2 separate regions of the Mus musculus genome follow, and region 2 is linked to region 1. Evidence: chromatin contacts called from public Hi-C data. All regions are on one chromosome and are shown on one strand. The core of a region is the stretch at or near the end of the contact, and the rest is flanking DNA. Distances in the headings are between cores, read along the strand shown.

Region 1 (6,447 bases), core at 3,503-6,002:
GTCATTGTACAAATTAGGCCAATGGAAAAGGATCCCAATCTACCCACATCTGTAAACTGCTTGTCCTTTCTTGCACAACTAAAACACATGAGAGTAAAGCATGGCTTATCCACACTGTTTGGTTGGTTTTAAAAGTAAATGATGAATTTTAAAACTATGTGCCTCAGTAGGACCAAAAGTGTAATTTTTAGAAAAGGTTTATTCTAATTTTTACTGATGTGTATGTTTGAGGATCTGTTTGTGGGTATGTAAAAGTGAGTGTAGCATCTTTAGAGGTCACATCAGTTACAAACTAGAGCTGGGGTTTCAAGCTGTTGTGAGTTGCCCAACATGGATGCTTGGAAACAAACTCACAACCTCTGAAAGAGTAGCATGCACCCTTGCCCACTGAGTCATCTTTCTAGCGCACCAAATGCAATCTTTATAACCGAAACCACACCCTTGTGATGTTTTATTCTCAATGACACCCAGTAACTGATACATGAGAGCAGCCATAGTCCAAGATTCTCACAGTGTTAACTTCTGATTTGTGTCTGGAATTCTGGAATATGGCACAACTTCGGTATGAAGTAGATGTTTCAACCTTTAGTTAAACCAGGGTTAGAAAGAACAGTACAAACTGGGAGTTTAGTCTTATCAATTGGCTGCATGAGAAAATGCAGAGAATGATGAAGGGAAGCTGCACAGGCATCAAATAGGTACAATGTACTATTTTCATTTATTTCAATTCAGCTCTACTTGCAAGCATTCAGAGTTTTTGCTTCTCTAGGGTGTTACAATCAGCTTTAAGCAAGTCATTTGTGCGTAAACGAATTTGCTTCTGAGACTAAATGGTTGTATTAATGTGGCTTAATTGATAGCAGCCAATGAGAAATCAGTTACTGAAGGTCTCTGCATTAGTACATGGTTATATTAAATAATGCAGAATAACTTTTAAAAGGAAAGAAAAGCCAGCGCACACAAGCACATGGTTTTCATTTGGAGAGGAGGGGCTGGAAAGAAGCTGTGCTGTGGGGTTGACTTCATAGCTTCAGGCAAAACTGGGAGATTAACAGAAACTGTAGCAGGAGCATAGCTGTCTGCGTGTAAGGCATTTAACTCAGTGAAGGGCAGAGCTTGAAAGATCTTTTGAATTTGGGAAGAATAAGTCATTGGGAGAGGATGAATAGTTGTTCCTTTTTTTAAAATTTTTTGGTTTGTTTTCAATAATCAAAGTTACCTAAATAATGTCACCATGCAAAGTGACACAGTATTTTGGTTCTTTCTCACTTAATAACTTTAGCTTTCTATATGGCAAATGGGAAATGCATCACACATGATGTCTCATAATGTGGTCAAATGACTTCTCTCCAAAAGGGAAGAGAGTATGAAGAAAAGCACAATGATATAGTTAGTGATGGTGAAACCAGCAAATAAAATAACTGAAGCAATTTTATATACAGCTGGCACTTCCCAGAGGAATATTCAAATTGGACATTGGTAGATGCTTTGTGACGAGCAGGACTTTCATGAGCTATAAGACATTGAAGTAGGATTACTTTTGTCTCAATTCAGTTTAAGGGCCAGAAGTTAAACATGAAGTGGCTGTGTTTTCAGACAACTTTTGTAATTTTTCCAGGGCAGAGGTGGAAATCAAATTTGAGATCCTTAACAGCTACTTCATGGGTATGAAGTCAGAATGTGGTGGCATTTATACAGAATAGTACCCTTGGCCATGGAGGTGGGGAAAAATGTTTCTGTCATCCAGCTTTATAACTGAGACTTAAGGAGAGTGGCTAAGATGGTAAGTCTGGTCTGGTCTGGTCTGATATGGCATGGCATAGTATGGTATGTCATGATAAGTAGATAAGTATGGTATGGTAGGTGTGGTATAGTACAGTTGGGTAGGGTAGATATGAAAGGGAGTAGGTACGGTATGGTAGATATGGTACAGTGAGGTAAATATGGCATTGTATGGCATAGTATGCTAGCACACTTAGAGCATTTAGGTCTGAGTAAATGCTAATGTTCCAGGTAAAGGACAGCTGTTGCCTGAACCAAGACTGCAAGCGATCTGTGGAAGCACAGTGAGACGAATGCCAGCAACACCACAGGCAGCTAGAGTCCTCAGCCAGTCCCTTAGTGTCACCAAGTAGGGCTCTCCTTGCCCTTCCCGTCTACTCTGCCTGCTCATGTTCCTCTCCTAGTGAGTAACTAGGGTGATAAGTTGTGGTGAACAGGTAAGGAAGTGGGAAAGAACTAACAATGCCCTACTTCCCCAACTAGCCTCCAATTGTAGACTTTTGCACTTAAAATTGGCCCTTGCTGAGGGAAAATAGACATTCTAATTATAAAACAAACTCATAGAGTTTTGTCATTTAATTGCAGTTGATATCTGAATTACATTTTATACGAATTTACTTTGGCTCACAAATTGCAATGGATTCAACCCATAATCTACCAGCCGTTTGCTTTTCAGCCTATGACAAGGAAGACCATCACAGAGGAAGTGGTTGCAATAAATCTGCCAACATCACGGTGGTGGCGAGGTGAAACAGAAAGGAAGAGGAGGAGCCAAGTTCCCAATGTTCCCTTCTAGGGCACACTACCAAACAACCCAGCTTCCTTCCACAGACTTTCTTCTACAGCATCCACTGTCTCCCAACAGCACCACCTGCTGGAACCCAACATTAACACAAAGGATTTGTGAAGACAACTCTGTCAGCATTTTCTGAATTCAGCTTTCTAAATCAGCTCTAGGGAAATGTAAACCCTGCATATGTGTGCCAAGGACACTCATTCTGGGTTAGAGAGCTGCCACCCCAGGGAAGAGAATCCCTGCTTTACTGAGATTCCTTCAAAGGCTGAATGTTGAAATGTTTTCTCTAAGACTAATCTAAAGTTGGTAGCTCTAATAAATTTAAGAAAAGAAACCAATGTTCTCTCATGTTATATGTGCAGCATTTCTGACAAGTAGGAGTTTACTTTCGAGCTAGGTTTTATACTACAGTAAACTCTGCTTTTCTCTACAGGGATGATGAGTAGTGCTCATCCCATGCTACCTGATACTCTGCGAGGTTTGAGAAGCACCCAACAACAAATTAAAAAATTAAGTCAGCATATGTGTCATACACAGTGTGAGCTGGGCACTGAGGTTGCTATGATGAGCTGCAATATACTTTATTTTGCTAGAAAAGTGGGGAGATACATCAGTCCTTTAAAGAAATCACTTGTAGCTAAGTGAAGATAGGTTACTTTTTAAGCATACCATTCCTATGAGCTTCTTCATTGGTGTTGGTGTTGTTCCTTTAACAAATAGTATATTCTAAAACTGATGAGTGTCTAGCAATCATATATTATCAACAAGTGGTAGTTCCATGTACTAAATCCAACAAAGTCAAAGCTAGTTTCCAGTGCTTTCAAAATTGAGCTGCTTGCTCAGTCAACAGACCTTGGTTTCTCTGTGTTGAAGACAATCCTTAATTACTGAAGTGACTAAGAACTGAAACATAAAGTCTTCTGCCTTAGTGCTTTTTCTTTCTCAGAAAACAGAAATGTGTAGGCTACTCCAAGGAACCTTTATGACTTTGGATACTTTGTTTAAAAGGCTTGTAAAACTCTAATGATTTTGGACATAGAGAAAAAGTTTAATCATACTTTCAAGTTGTAAATTCTTCATACTACCAACCTACTGGTAAAATATATCTATTAGTACAATAGTGGCATGACTGTTAAGGAAGTAACCAACTGATCACTGCTTGGAATAAGGCTCACTCCACAAGAAGAAATTCCTGTTTGGTATTGTAAATCCAATAAAAACTATGGCCTGGTTGAGGAGAAGATAGGCCCCAAGTAAAGACTTCCTTCTCTGTTTAATTAAATTGACATGGAATCCTTCTCCCTTCCCCCATGTTTACACCCCATAGACAAAAGCTACTCTCCAATTTAATCAGAAAAGCTTCTCTTTGTAATGAATGTGAGTGAGTGTAACGCTGCATAGCTGGTCATGGTACAGAGCATAAGGAGCAATTGAGTAGTCAGCCTTAAACAGGACATTTATACAACTCCCTCTCAGACTCGCAGAACACTGGAGAGTGGGTGGTAAGGATATGTAACATGGGAAAAATGGCATCAAAACACTGTGTCCTGGGCATGAAAAAAACAGTACAGTCCTAACTGCATAGTAACTGCTACCATCTACACTGGGCCTGTGAATGGTGAACATGGATCAAGACAGGAAAAACAGGGGTCCTACTCCTCTGTGCTTGACGATTTGACGATTTTTTTCTTTTATTTGGTGGAAGAAGTAGTCGTTGTCTTCAAGTGCATACCCACTGATGAGTCCACAAGACTACAATGGACAAGTCCAAAACACTGTGGACTCTGTTACTATCAATAAAACACACTCATACAACAACAACAACAACAAACCAAACAAACAAAATCATGAATGTGGGAAGGGGACATGTAAAAAGTTAGGGATGGGCTTGCCTAGGCTGGAGAGACATAAGGATTCATGGAAAAGAAACAGAAAACAATGTATACGTATAAAATTATGAAAAACAAATTTAATAAAAGTTCTTTTAAAAAGAATTTTCACACAACAGTATTAATCCAAATGACTGGTTCCAGGAATTTGTGAAAATGTTCTTTGGAGGAGCCAAACACCATGCACAGCAATGACAGGATGGGAGTGCACGCTGGTGGGGAATGCAACAGGAAGCAGGGGTGGGGGTGGCCATGCTTTAGACAAAGTTTGCAAAAAATACTATCTCTGTGACAAACTATCACAACAGAGATCATTATCTCCAGCCTGTCTTTGAACTTCAGTCTGAGTAAGTAAGTAAGTCTGAGCCTTTCCTCAGTAAAGAGCTTTACTACACCAGAGAAGTTTTTCTGCTTCTTAGCCTTGGTTTACTGGTGCTCCCTGCCTAGCCCTGGAGTGAATCTGGGACTGATATTCTCCAATTTACACACTTCACTGACCTCAGTAAGCAGGATGAGAACCCCTAAGTGGCCACCAAGCCTCCCAGTCAAGCACCCCACACTTCTTTCTCCTTCCTTGTCTCATTCTGTTGGCAACACTCCCTCTTAGAACACCATGAGGCTACAATCCAAATTAACCACAGAGAAGCTGCACATGAAACTTCAGTTTATTTTAGATGGCATCTTTTTGAATAAAACTTCCTGAGGGAGACTTTGTTCAATTAAGTTCCCTGGAGGAGAAAAATCAAATAATCAAAACTCTGGTGAGTCCTGGGGCTGGTCTTTCAGTAAGCCTGCCATTATCAATAATGGCTCCTCCACTCAAATCATCTAGGTTCAGCATCTGCTTTATGTCTTCTCTTCTGGGTTGGTTTTGAGTAATTAGAAACTTTTTCTCTTGTTTTTCCTTTAGGCATGATTTTCAAAATCTATACCTCCCCACAAATCCTAAGCATTAAAGCCACCCCTTTTTATCAAAATCTTTAGGAGTGGGAGTGTAGGAGGAGATAGACTGAAACCCTGGATTTTCAGATAAGGTCTTGGTTAAAAATGAAAGCCATCTATACCTCAGAGTCTTACCATCATATAAAACAAGGGCTGTAAGTGCCACATCTCTACCATTTCTATAAATGATTACGTGGATCACAAATAATTTCCTCCTCATACCTGAGGAAAAGAAATCCATAATCTTTTTTTTCCTTTTTAAAGAAAGGAAAATTCAAGGTCACATATGTGGAAATACATCTTTGCTCAGCATTCTGCCTTTCTGCGTGGGAGGGTAATGGGGACTAACATGAGGAATGTTTGATGTCCTGTGAAGATCTGTGGCTCTCTCAGTGAAGAGTAGAACTCTGAAGAAAGGAAGAACATCCAAGAATTGTTTCCCAGAAACTTTGCTCAGTGTAGTGTGGGGCTCATATGTCCTGCCCCCTTCTCAGGTAAGGCCTGTATGATGTCTTGAGCCTGTCAGAGTACCATTTGTTTCTTGTTGTAGACTGTCTTCAAATAGCCTCCAGCTATAATTGAGTCACTCTCAAGGTAGTTCCCCAGTGTTTGACTTGCATTAATAATGCCTGAAACTTGTTAAAATAACCTGTTAGCTCTGGGAGTAAGGCCTAGAAATTATATGTATTTGGAGTTATCTCTGAGTGATTCACACACTCAAGTTGGATAACAACTGTTGTAATCTGTAAGCAGTCAGTACTGGGACCTCTTGATAGTACTGTCACATAGGCCACCATACGTGCCTCTTCTCTAGAAGAATTGAGGGATGATAGCCTTACTCTGCCCTGGACTAAAAGAATGAGAAGAGATGCTCATAAAGTCACCCACAAAACACCTCTCATTCTTGAGGCAGACAATGATTGGCAGTAGAGACCTTAAGGTTAGTTCTCTTGAAGAACAGGACACCCCTGGCCTGATTCCCATGGATCAGTGCAAGACTTAGACTCCATTGAATATTTATTGATTCCATGCATATGC
Region 2 (6,454 bases), core at 2,977-5,476, 400 kb after region 1:
GAGAAAAAAATCCCATGACTCAGATAAGCTATGGTCAAAAGAAAACAGCTGAAATGCCCGTTGTCTCCACTGTCCCTGAAGTAGCACAGTATTCCTGAGCACGATGTCTCATTCACAGAGATGAAATGCCCGTTGTCTCCGCTGTCACTGAAGTAGCACAGTATTCCTGAGCACGATGTCCCATTCACAGAGAACCATTCTCTCATCACTGTTCTCTGCATTCTTATCTCAGTTTGTATTATACACCTCCTGTTTCACCACTTCTTTGTGCAAAATTTTTAAGGGTTTTTTTTTAATTAGATATTTTCTTTATTTACATTTCAAATGTTATCTCCTTTCCTGGTTTCCCCCCAAAAAAACTCCTATCCGTTCACCCCTTCCCCTGCTCATCAACCCACCCACTCCCTCTTCCTGTCCCTGGCATTCCCCTACACTGGGGCATAGAGCCTTCACAGGATCAAGGGTCTCTCCTCCCATTGATGGCTAACTGGGCCATCCTCTGCTACATATGCGGCTGGAGCCATGATTCCCACCATGTGTACTCTTTGGTGGCTGTTTAGTCCCTGGAGCTCCTTTCCCACATCACTGAAGTTCCTTCCGAGTCCCACAACCAATAAGTATCAGCTTTCATGGATGTCTATTAGTTTTTTACTCAGACTGCAAAACTTATGAAAGGGAGGTGGAATGAGGAGCCTTGCTTGCTGTTCTTTTTATGATCCCACAGTTTATCTCCCCCATCTGAAGGTAAGCTGGAGCCTTCACTGTTTGGCAGAACTGTGGGTTTCCTGACTAGATGAACAGCTTAGCTGTCATCACTAAGGTATCTTCACACTGAATTCCTTCCCTCCCCCTCTCCTTCCACAGCCTGCGACCATAGCTCTAGAGAGGTCCGGATCAAACCGAGTCCCATGCTTTCTCTGCACTTATCAACTTTCTCCCAATTTTTAGGTTAAACCCTAAGCTGCTACTTAACAGAGTCACTAAACACTGAACTCATTTTCCGGCCCCCCACATTAACACACCACCTCAATGCACCATTATATTTGCTGGACAAACCTCAGATTCTTTCCCAGTCTACACAGTGACACCATTATAAGTCTTGTTCCCTAGTCCTCGCCACCCCCCCCCGGCCCCATTTCTTTGAACTAGGACTGAACTTAACTAATCTGACTCCTACAATGGAAACAATAATGACATATTGGAGGGGGATGGTTTTCCCCTCTTTTAAGATTTTATGAGATGCATTTTAACCAATTGCCAAATGTATACATTAATATTAACCACCGGGGAACTCCAGGGCCAAGAAGTGGGAGTGGGTGGGTAGGGGAATTGGGGGGGTGGGGGGTTATGGGGGACTTTTGGGATAGCATTTGAAATGTAAATGAAGAAAATACCTAATTTTTAAAAATTGGAAAAAAAAGAAATACAATGTGTAGTTCAAAACTCTAGCAAGAAAGAAAATGAGTTTATTTTTCTAATTCATAGTGCTCATGTTTAACTCTGTATCCTTGTCCATCTGAAATAGCATATGAACACAGCTGATGCTGGTTTCAGTCTTTATCACGAATAATCAAAAGCCATTGTCCAGGAACTGCACAGCGCTGTTCATGGTAGAAACACAAAAAGGGACTTAGGTTGTTTTTCAGACAGCTTTTCAGTATCTCTCTTAGAGTGGAAAGTTTCTACCCAAGTAATATTCCAAAAACATCAAGGTATGAGTTATTACTACTAAAATCCTAGAAGTCCTTCCTGAACTTAAAAGGGGTTGGGCATATCTCAACATATTAAACACAATAAAAAGGGGCAATTAGGAATCTATTGTGCAAAAATTCAAGCAGGATATTCCGATTTGCATTTTACTTTTCTCCTTAAAGCCAACCTTAAAAATAGTTATTTGGATGGAACACAGAGCCCCTAATGAAGGAGCTAGAGAAAGTACCCAAGGAGCTAAAGGGGTCTGCAACCCTATAGGAGGAACAACAATATGAACTAACCAGTACCCCCAGAGCTGTGTTGCATATGTAGCAGAGGATGGCCTAGATGGCCATCAATAGGAGGAGAGGCCCTTGGTATTGCGAAGATTATATGCCCAAATACAGGGTAATGCCAGGACCAGGAAGCAGGAGTGGGTGGGTTGGGGAGCGGACAGGGGGAGGGTAAAGGGGGCCTTGGGGATAGCATTTGAAATGTAAATGAAGAAAATATCTAATAAAAAATGCCTTTAAAAAGTGATTTGGATCATAGGCTAGCCTTGATATACTACTAACAGTCCTATAGGCTAGCCTGTGGTATAAGGTGCTGTTATATTGAGCTGGATCACCATTTTAAACACAGAAGTGAATTTTCACTTAGGATTTCAATGTAGGTTGTAAGGAGAAATTCTCTCCCTGCTTTTGTTCTAGGATTGATTTTCTTCCTACCACTCTTCAATTTGGCTATTCTGATCCTGCTAACACCCTTTCATCCTCAGGGATACATTTCCCAGGCTGAGGAAAAAGTAGACTTATGCATATTCTGGAGCTCTTTGGTAAAGGTATATTATTAGAACAGGGGCTTCTGTCACAGTTGTTGAGCTGTTGTAACAGCTGAAAAATGCAAGTAACTATAGGTCTGTGGCTGGGGTAGGTACAGAAATGACTTTAAAAGGTACCGTTAAGTACCTTGGTACATAGTATTTATACTAAACACACAGTAGACACCAGACACTATGCTACAGACATTCAACACACTGATGTGCCAATTCATCACCACAACCCTGAGGCAGACAGTATTTTCAACTATTAAATAAATGAAGATCTTCTGCAGAATGAATCAGTGCTTCAAAGGACTTAATTCCCAAGCCCCTGCTACAAGCCAAACAGCACGTCCTCATATGATGCTATCCTTGGCGGCTGTGTGCCTCAGGAGTAACAATCAAAAGGAAATGATGGGCAATATTCAACTGGAAAGAGGATGGTCAACTAAAACCATATCTTCACAGGAGTAAAAGTTCTCATGGTGGCTACAATTGGAAACAACCATTTTAGGGATGTTTTCTGCAACTTAAGTACTGCTTTGAAAACATAAAAAATTATTTTAGGAAAAATATTGTAAAATTAATTCCTTTCCCATTGATCAAGTCCTAATAAACAACCTAGGAAGGAATCTTAAAGTTTGAAGGAAACATCCCAACTGCCTTCCCAACAAACGACGATCGCATTTAAGCTAAAGCTATATTGCTTTCCGGTGGATAGGCATTTTTCTTTGCTGAAATTAATTAGAGTAAACATTTTCATTCATTTAGCGATGCATGTTACAAATCAGGCGCCCCTCCCTCCATAAAAGGAAATACACAGGCTCAGGAAACACAGTCAGATATACACACACCTGTTACTTTATTCCTTTTTCCGCTACATTTGTTGCAACAGATGAAAACCCACATCAGACTAAGGAAGAACTGCGCAAGTAGTTGTTTTATTTCAAGAAACTAGCTTTCTCAGGCTGGGCTTTTCTAAAGCATGGTCTTTAATCTGTCCAACTGTCTTTTCTAACATGCAGACCTAACCAGCTGTTAACAGGTCCTTTCATAAGCACCTGATACATCTCTCAAAATATAAAATCTCCCTCAGGATGTTACTGTACCTGCAAATGTGCTTACATTCATTCCATGGTTGAAACTAACTCCCTACAAGATTATAGTTAAACTTTTTTTCCTGGGAAGACATAGTCTTCTTTATAAAACTACCCTAGAGACATTCCAAGATCGCAGAAAGGCTGGCACTTCCTCCAGCAAGCACATCCCAGGTTGATGCTATTTCCACAGTCCAGCCTTCATTCCTTTCTAGTCTCAACAATTTCCACAGAGATCAAGCCTGTATGTTAGTGTGTGCAGCCCAGAGTAGTACTCTCTCAGCTCAAAGAATTAGCAGCATACCCCATGCTAAGGTTATATAATGACAGACCAACTCCTGCAAAAAGTGGGGTGGGGGAAGACAGTGAACAGCAGTGGTAATTCAACAAAATGAAAATCGTTTCCAGGAATCCCTATGAATACTTTGAACCAAAGAAGAAAGGTAATTTTACCTTAAATAATCAGTGTGTATATCAGTAGCCCTGAGGGGGAGGGGGGTGGAAATCATCTAATAATAAGATCTTGGTCGGAAATTCTTGCAAGGCCCAACTGAAATTTACAATCCCGTTACCAGGTTACAAGAGTGACATCTAGTGGACTCTTCCTGAAATGACTAAGGGGGGATTCAAATTAGAGCAAGGATTCCCAAAGCCTAATGTGAGAGTGAATCTCTGCTGGAAGAGTGAACCAGAGCCTGTCACATCTAACAAACACGCAGATGATACCCCTGCTGCCATTCCTAGACCTCTCATTGGAGCCATGTCCCAAGAGAGCTCACATCTGTTCCTACCCTCAGAAGACAAGTGGGTCAAAGGGACCCTTGACTCTGTCAGTGTTCCGACTTCATAGCCCCGCTCAGCAGCATAAATGCTGTTCCCTGTCTGCTCAGGTCTCCAATACATATTCACTTCAGCACTGAATACAATATATATTCCCTTTCATTGCAAACACCCCTTGTAGACTTTTGGTTTGCAATACTGGGGATGGAACTAGAGTCCATGAACGTAGAAAGAAACATTCTGCCACTGAACTATATATACAGCTAGACCCTAACTGAATTTTAGTATTAATTTTTACTTGTTTCAGAGCTCAATTTTTCTCCCACTACTCAAGTTAATTCGTTTTTGAATAGGGATCCACCATGGTAAGGTAACAAACCTATTCAGAATTTTAATACATTTTTCTGGGTTTATTTCTAAGAACTTCTAAGAAGCATAACTACAGAAACTCCAACTGCTGCCCAAATCCAGAACTGTGTGACTTATTCTAAAGAACCTTGACCTCTACACAGAATTATCAGTCTAGTATTTTTTTTGTTATTTTGAAGTTAGCAAAATGATGTTGTCATTTATTCACTTTACATCCCTATTGCAGGCCCCTGTGCTACCCTCACAAATTCCTCCTCCTATTGCTCCATCACATTCTACTCAGAGAAGGGGAAGCCCCCTTAGGTACTACCCTGACCCAGGACATCAGTCCCAGCAGGACTAATATCCTCTCCAACTGAAGCCTGTGCAGGCAATTCAGCTAGAGGAAAGAGATCCACTGGAGGGCAACAGAATTAAAGACTGCCCCTGTTCCAGTTGTTAGGGCACCCACACATCTGCTAGAAATTGTGAGAGTCCTAAGTGGAGCCACTGCATGATCTTTAGTTGGTGGTTCAGTCTCTGTGAGCTATCATGGGCCCAGGTTAATTAACTGTGTAGACCTTTTTGTGGTAATAGCCAGAAACTGGAACCAACTTAGATGTCCTTCAACTGAAGAATGGATAAAGAAAATGTGGTACATATACACAATGGAATACTATTAAAAACAACAACATCATGAAATTTGAAGGCAAATAGATGGAAGTAGAAAATATCATTCTCAGTGAGGTAACCCAAACCCAGAAATGCACACATGGTATGTATTCACTTATAAATGGACATTAGCCATAAAGTACAGGATAACCATGATACAATCTACAGACCCAAAATAAACTAAGTAATAAGGAGTGCCCAAGGTAGGAAGCTTGAATCTCACTCAGAAAGGGAAATAAAATAGATATCAGAGGCAGATGGAGAGAGGGACCTGGGTAGAAGAAGGAGTGAGACAGGGAATGGGAATGGGGATCAGCTGTGCGGAGGGGTGTGGGAGAAGGCTGAGAGAGAGAACAGAAATCTGTGTGGGGCATCTCTGGGACTAGTGGGAGATGTGGAATGGAGGAGGCTTCCAGAAGTCTATGGGGTTGACCCTATCTGAGACTCCTAGAAGCTGGGGCAATGGAGAGTGAAGTGGCCACCTCCTGTAGCCAAGCCCAAAATTTGTCCTGCCTACAAGATGCACAGGGATAAAAATGAAGCAGAGATTGAGGGAATGGCCAACTAATGACTGGTCCAACTTGAGACACATTCCATAGGAGAGAGCCAACTTCTGACACTTTTAATGATACTCTACTAAGCTTGCATGCAGGAGCCTAGCATAATTGTTTCCTAGGAGGCTTCATCCAGTGGCAGAGAAAAACAGATGCAGAGACCCACAGCCAAAGATCAGGCAGAGCTCAGAGACTCTTGTGAAAGAGCCCGAGGGGTCACAGACACCACAGCCTAGTCTCTTAACAGTAAATTAATCTCTCCTCCCCAGAGGAGCCCTGCAGGCCATACATGACTCCTCTTACCAAAGTCTCCCTCTGCTCTAGAGTAGACTTAGTTTCTAGTTCTACCAGCCTATGGCCTACAACCAATTTCCAACAAAGAAGGAGACCATTCTGTAATCTCTAAAACATACAAACATGCATGAAAACCACTTTCCAGTCCTGTCTTATTACAAAATTATTAACCTGGAACAAATACGTTTTACAAGCAG

The links. A called contact is a pair of places that touch in the nucleus more often than the background predicts.
Region 2: a Hi-C map of double positive thymocytes shows a contact between it and region 1, with 4 times the contacts expected there. The contact joins two enhancer-like sites. A contact is called at or near these places in 1 of 15 datasets of contacts at CTCF or cohesin (large pre-B cells), 25 of 484 Hi-C or Micro-C datasets (Sertoli cells, adipose-derived mesenchymal stem cells, cardiomyocytes and 13 more) and 3 of 115 datasets of contacts at active chromatin or transcription factors (acute myeloid leukemia, bone marrow-derived dendritic cells and large pre-B cells).

Annotation. Positions count from the first base shown.
Region 1 is chr13:17,026,184-17,032,630 of GRCm38.p6, forward strand. The region is part of intron 12 of Sugct (succinyl-CoA glutarate-CoA transferase); the gene reads right to left. Among named protein-coding and RNA genes, the nearest start is that of Gm25020, 180 kb to the right of the region's middle. Within about 2 kb of position 4,753, at least 11 of the 459 cell types and tissues checked have an H3K27ac peak or open chromatin away from gene starts, as enhancers often do. A contact at or near this core is called in double positive thymocytes, where this site is marked.
Region 2 is chr13:17,428,450-17,434,903 of GRCm38.p6, forward strand. All of the region lies in intron 9 of Sugct (succinyl-CoA glutarate-CoA transferase), which reads right to left. Among named protein-coding and RNA genes, the nearest start is that of Gm24873, 9.1 kb to the right of the region's middle. Within about 2 kb of position 4,227, at least 11 of the 459 cell types and tissues checked have an H3K27ac peak or open chromatin away from gene starts, as enhancers often do. A contact at or near this core is called in double positive thymocytes, where this site is marked.